2 separate regions of the Arachis hypogaea genome follow, and region 2 is linked to region 1. Evidence: chromatin contacts called from public Hi-C data. All regions are on one chromosome and are shown on one strand. The core of a region is the stretch at or near the end of the contact, and the rest is flanking DNA. Distances in the headings are between cores, read along the strand shown.

Region 1 (3,392 bases), core at 520-3,019:
ACCGTCTTGCCTTGCAAATTACATTTTAAGAATTTTATTTATCCCTAAAATTAAAATTTGTTGAAAAATACATTTTTTTTGTATGGCTAGACAACTAAATATATGCAAAGAATATGTAAAGATTAATTTAATTTAATCTCATATTGATTTAATCATGTCAATAATGTTAGTGAGGCAAAAAAAATAATCAAATTTTGTCTTATTTAATATTTATTAATTATTATAACAATTAATAAATATCAAATAAAACAAATTCTAACTATTTTTTACTAATCCTTTGTTGTTATCAAATATTTTTATAATTATATATAATCTACTAAATAATTTCAGATATACACATTTTACATTTAAAAAAAAAAGGTTAATTAGTTTCTAAACTTTTGCTTAAAAAATTTGTCAATTACCCTAGGCTTATAATTACAATTAGGTTGTTAATTAACCATAACAATTAGATATATGTTCTCTATTTTTGTTTTCTTTCTCTCTCTTATGATTATTTAGATATAGTTTAGCATCATCAGTCTATGGTGATGACCATCAGTCTATGGTGGTGATGGTGGTTGTCACCGCTGGAGAAATCTTTTTGCAGTGGCCCTAAAGGGACACGTGGAACTCACAAACCCATCAACAAGGTGTAAGTATGTGTTCAACTCGTGACACGTAGCAACATTTGTGCTACCGAGATACGGAGAATTCTTGCTACATAGGCGCAACTCCTTTCCAACTTCAGCATACACCCACTGCGCTTCCTCCACCCTCTTCTGTATCCAACTCGGCAATCCTGCCACATGGATACCTCCTTCTTTTGCCATGTCATCATCAAACACGAAACCCGGAACCTTGGTGATAACATCCTCGGAGTTTACTATTCGCAAAACCTTTGTCCCCTGCTTCTCCAACTGTCGTCGGAACCTCCGGTCGCCAACTCGAGGCCCACCAAAAGAAATGACCGTCACCATGGGCAGTCTGGGAAAGGAGGTATTTATATCATATGCCGCCAGCGTAGCTAATGCCGCCCCTAGACTGTGGCCAGTGATGGTCAAACTTAAGGGTTCTCCAGCATAAGCTTGGAGAATCCTGACAATCTCTTGTTTGACCATCTGCTGCAAACTGAGGGTGGAAGGGTTGTCGGGGATGGAAGAAGAGTAGAGACTCAAGAAACCACTTTCCACCATGGCCCCACTACCATGACACCCCATAGTTTTTCCGTCCATGGGATTGCATGGTAGGTTGGTGAGTGTGGCACGCAAATTCTCTAGCCATTCCAAACATGTGGTTGTTCCTCTAAAAGCAATAACAACGTCACGCCGACCAAGTCTTTTGATCTCTTCTTTGTTGTCACAAACTGCGACATAACCAACGTAGCTTGATTGTGTTGCCACCCAACTCGGTGCTTTGTCGACCCAGTTCGGTAACTGAATGCCGGAAGTTGCACGGAGGTATTTGGTTACCTTGTACCCTGTGTTTGGTAAACCGCAACGCTCAAAAAGTGTTGTCTTTGGGAATCTACAGTTGGCATAGTTTGGAGAAGAAGGATCAAAGTCAAAGGACTTGTATGCAGCTTCAACGAAGTGACCGTACCGTAGGATTTCAGCACGTAGGTTATCATCTAACGGGTCTAACAAACCCTCCCAATTGCTCATTCCTTGGTACTCCTTCCATCTCTTACCAAGTTTATTTTGATAAGTTCCAATGCCAAATGAAGATGTTGATGGTGTTGATTCAAATGATGACGAAGAGAAACTATTGTGGTCTTCTAAATTGATCATTTTCTCTAAGTGTAATGTGGCTTGTTGATGAGTGTTTTGATTGGAAAGGCTTAAGTTGTTGTAAGTGGTTGGTTTAGTAGATGATGGATTATTATGGGTAGTTATGTAATTTACACAACGGGGTTTGAGAGTGTAGGATGAAGGAAGTGTTGTTGGTATTATATTTCTAAGACTCATTGTTTTGTTGTGGGAATATTATGGAGCATGATAGAGGATTGGGAAACACATAAAAGAGTATGAGAATGAGAAGCTAAGAGAGAATGTTCTAAATTATTACACGTTTGCTGAGTATGTAGTGCATGCAATAAGGGGGTTTTATAAGTGGCCAAAAAGGAAGGGGAAAAAAGTGCATTATTTTGTAGGGATGGGTATTGATGTAGTGGACCTTTATTTGTGGATGAGAAGTAATGATAGAAGCCAATGGCATTGATGAGATTCCAAGTTAGATATTAAAGTTTCCGATTTTGATTAAAGAGAAGGGATATTTCTAGTATTATTGTATGTTGCTTTTGTTTGTTTTTTTTTTTTTTTTTTTTTTGAATTAAAGGGAGCTCAACACAATAGAGTGGAGCAATGAAAGGAGCTACAAGATCATGAAAATATTAAATACAAAACAACTCCTAGTTATCTTTGGCATGGTCGTCAACAACCAAATGGTTCACCTCCAATCCATTCCTCGGCAAACGCAAATGACTTGTTTATAATTTCCTTCAAACTGGATGCGTGATTTCGGAACAACCTGTCATTCCTTTCTAGCCAGATTGTATTGTATGTTGCTTTTGTATATATTTTTTTATACATTTTTAAATTAAAAAATTATATATATAAAAAAGGACACAAAAAGAGGTATAAATTTATATTAATTTCTTTATCAATATTTTCTATTCTTTAAAAATAGATTTAGCAATAGTTTTTCTAAACGTTTTAGTTTTAAAATTGTTGAAGCTAAATATTTATGAATAGTGATAAATTTACAACTCGTTTTTTGTTAACGAGTGTCCAAAAAATACGAACCATTTAAATATATTAAAAAGGTGTAAGATTCTAAAATGTTGTTTAATGTATTTTATCTTTAAAAACTTAAAAATTTCACTTACTTCTTAATTAATTAATGCCTATTCACTTTAATATTAACAAAGAGTACGTTTGATTAAAACAAAATCTCGTTAGGTAAATTAAGGAGAAGAATAATATTAATATCGAATCAAATTGTGTCCTAAGCTTGGTTCTCCAAATATATAGTGTTGGAGTTGGTTGTAGTGTGGTGCGAGATCAAAAGAAATAAACGTCAAAATTTTCAGCCACCAATAACTTAGCACTTGATGAGTGTCGTTATCAATTATCCAAAGACTTTTCCTTACAAAGATATATAAGCCCACTGTCATGGAAGAAAATACATACAATATGAATCACACCCAACAGATTCGCGTAAAACACAGTCAATTGACTCTTAATTCTTACACGGTCATAAGTGTCGGTGATTATTTTCTACTATTATACTATTTTTTTTCTTTTAAAGATCTTATAATTAAAAGATAGTTCTTGACTTTATTTTAACAGAATATTTTTTTTATATTTTTTTAATAAATATCTTTTGAATGTTGAACACTATTTAATTAAATT
Region 2 (3,392 bases), core at 382-2,881, 44 kb before region 1:
CGGAGTGGTGGACAATGTGGTCATGGAGATGATAGGGCAGAGGAAGAGAGAGATGGCAACGACGACAATAAATCAGACTTGCTGTCTAGATTCATGGGATCCATCGAAGACGATAACTAGTTGAGAGATATAGGCATTAGTTTTCTGAGTATGAATTGGTTGAGAACAAGTTGAGGGTTTTTTTCTTGTGAACATTAAATTTATAGAGTGTGCATTGTGTAGTTTGAAGTTACAGTGTTAAACTGTTAGTGTTATGCGAGATATGATAAAAATTGGGAGAGAATAGTGTCGTTTCCGAACAGATGAGATCAGGGACCATTTTGTCCCCTGTTAGAGTTGTCAGGGACTATTTTGTCCTCCGTTAGAGTTAACGGAGTAAAGGATCTAAGTGACTGACGAAATTAATTGTTAGAGACCAATCGAGTAATTAATTTTAATTGGGGACTAAAGTGTCTAGTCTAAAATTCTTTAAGGATCAAAATAAATATATACTCTAAAAATAATTTAAAAATGTGCAAAAAATATCTAATCATGATAAGAAACTTGCGCTACTAACGAAAAAGCGTTATGTAGCTCACTTACTAATATTAGAGTCTCACACTTATTACATAAGAAGCTCCTTTTGCCGTATTACTTTTTCCAGTTAACATAAAAAACTTTTTGTTCATGCATATGTATTTTTGTCACATTTTTAAATAATTTAAGTATATTTTTATCGATAACAAAATTTGAAAATATTTTTATCAATGATAAAATATTTTAAGTACATTTTTTGTAATTTATCCTTCAAGCATCCTAAAAATTGACATGAGCTAGCTATCACCTATCAATGGAAAATATTTCTGATGCACTTTAATTTCAACTCTCATCGAAATCGTCTAACGTTGAAGCTAAATAAAACCAAAAAAAAAAAAAAAAGAGTTTTGGCTCATGGAAGAGTGATTAATTTATCCTTTGATCACTATGTTGAAGGAGATTAATTAATTGAAGATAAATTATATCATGAATTCTTCTCTCCGTGTGGATCGATGTTTTACTTAAACTATCGGGAAAATAAAAGAACTAATAGAAGTCGTGCGTCCTTTTATATTCCTTCAAAGAAAGACACATGAGAGGTCGCAATTTAAAAATATTTTTGTTCTAACTCATTCCTAAATGTCTTTTCGAAATTCAAAGTAATAGAGAATGTGAGGAATGGATTATGAACTTCGAAAGGTTAAACATGTTATTTTATTCTTTTTCAACGTAACTTTAATGTAATTTCCACAAGAAAATTGCAAATTTTTGTATCTTTCTAACTTTTCACCATATCCACCGACCCAAAAGAAAGGGAGGGGGATATTAAAGAAATTTGAACTCCGTTCCTTTCATTTTATCCAATGTGGTTCTTTTTATATCCCGCTCATGCACATCAGACGTTGACTCAATTTTATTTTATTTTTTATCACAGTATATATTTTTGGTTAACGTTTTATTACAATTTTTATCCAGTTTTGTGGGTTTATTTTGCTACTGTTCATTTTCTTATTTTACTCTCTCTAATTTAATGGGCTCCTATTTTAGGCTTTTTATTTTTTTTTTTTGTAGAAGTACTCATATTTTAGGCTAACTACCGTCATATATACTTTTTCTTAGTTGGGCCCTTCTAAGCTACAGATTTAAAGTTTACTTGCGTGCGTTTTCGGCTTTTCCCATAGACCCATACCATTGCTGGACAAAAAGAAATAACATTGGATGAATTTACGCCAATGGAATTTGATTATAATTACAAATTTGTTTTATTATAAATATAAATTTGATTTATGGTCTTTGAGTGTTGTAATACCATTCTGTATTTATATTCAAAATGTCTAATGATAACTGATGTTGTTGTATTTATGTAGCATTGCATATTCATTGTCGTTGATACTCAATTACTCATGCACATAGGGAATTGAGGAAAATGAATTACCTCTACCTATGTCTCAGCTCGGACTTGAGTGCACTTATTTTGAGATGGAAAATCATCCATAAAAAATCAAACTGTTTTAACAAATTTCAGCTTATGAAAAATTCGACTATGATTCGTACGAATTGAGAAGATACAGTTGGCAGCTCATAATGTAAAGGAAAAGTATATGGAACCAACTCCAAATTAACCAAGAATGAAACAATTTAATTAATTATAAATATAGTCATTAGTTTTATTTATTTATGATTTAAAATATTGGTTATTAAATATTTCACCACATTCAAATTAAGAGGAGATATATTCAGTATCATTGCAACGTGATCCGTCTTTTTACCTTTCTTCTCTCTCTAAATGCTTAAAACATGATAAATAAAAAAACAGATTCAAAACCATCCAATTTACAAAAAAAAGAAACATCCTAATACTTAACATAAGTACCATCCACGTAGAGATTTTAGATTCACCCAAAGACATTTGATTGATTTTTTGCTGAAATCATCTTAATTCTCTAGCATTATTATAATGTAAATATTTGACTATAAAAAAAAACTTACTTTTCGACCATAAAAAGAGTCAGAACAAAGATAATTAAAGTCAAAGACATAATGGTTACATGACGAGTTAAGAATGATTAGGATAAAAATCAGATAAACTACACATAATTTAAATCCGAGCACAATGCAAAAATGTGAAGATTGAACATTAAGACAAGACAAGATGTGGGGAGTCCACTATGGAGAGTAAAATTCTTAAGGTCAAAGAAAGGTCATAATTTGGAAAAAAATCATAGTCAAGATAGAGTTAAACCTCAAAATGATCTATGAGATTGGCATTGTATATTAAAATCGTCCTGAGATTTCAATCGTACCAATTACGTTTTTGAAATTGAAAAAAGTGCACTATATTAGTCCCTAACCCATTTTCTATTAACGACGTGATGACATTGTTTGATGACGCGTGGACTGTAAGTGACACGTGGCACTTCATGATTTGGCCACGTACTTGTAATGGTATGATGATATGGTGACTAGTGACACGTGGTATGCTAACGTGGATGGTTGTGTCACGTGTCGCAACAGTATTCGTCCACGTATCGTCCAATATGTCATCATTGTAGATGCACCAAATTAGTCCCTCACTTTGCATTAAGTGACTCATTTTAGTCCCTGAAATTGAATATCGTGCACCAAACTAGTCCCTTCATCGGTTTTTTCTCATTTTTTTCTATAAATTCAAAAGTCTCAATATTTTTTAATGCATTAATTTTAATTCTATTTTTTCACATGTTATTCAAATAAATGTGCTTTTATAAACTATCCTTTCTCTTGCGAATACCCTAACCGCCGACTTGGAGTTGACGTGAAGGCATTTCAAGCATATTCACTACCATCTCCGACCTCTTTCAGTGCTTTTATAAAATATTTTTTCTCTTGCCGATACC

The links. Hi-C and Micro-C count contacts between places; a contact is called where the count stands out from the background.
Region 2: a Hi-C map of leaf shows a contact between it and region 1, with 1.8 times the contacts expected there. The contact joins the enhancer-like site here to the promoter of LOC112743288 in region 1. A contact is called at or near these places in 2 of 8 Hi-C or Micro-C datasets (leaf and an unstated tissue).

What each region holds. Positions count from the first base shown.
Region 1 is chr14:135,473,786-135,477,177 of arahy.Tifrunner.gnm2.J5K5, reverse strand. It overlaps LOC112743288 (phospholipase A(1) DAD1, chloroplastic-like), which reads right to left and starts at 1,769. Exons shown (of 1, transcript XM_025792506.3): 1 at 564-1,769. The coding sequence starts at 1,769. The coding sequence ends at 564.
Region 2 is chr14:135,518,085-135,521,476 of arahy.Tifrunner.gnm2.J5K5, reverse strand. No RefSeq gene overlaps it. Among protein-coding and RNA genes, the nearest start is that of LOC112743291, 14 kb to the left of the region's middle. Within about 2 kb of position 1,631, at least 2 of the 3 cell types and tissues checked have open chromatin away from gene starts, as enhancers often do.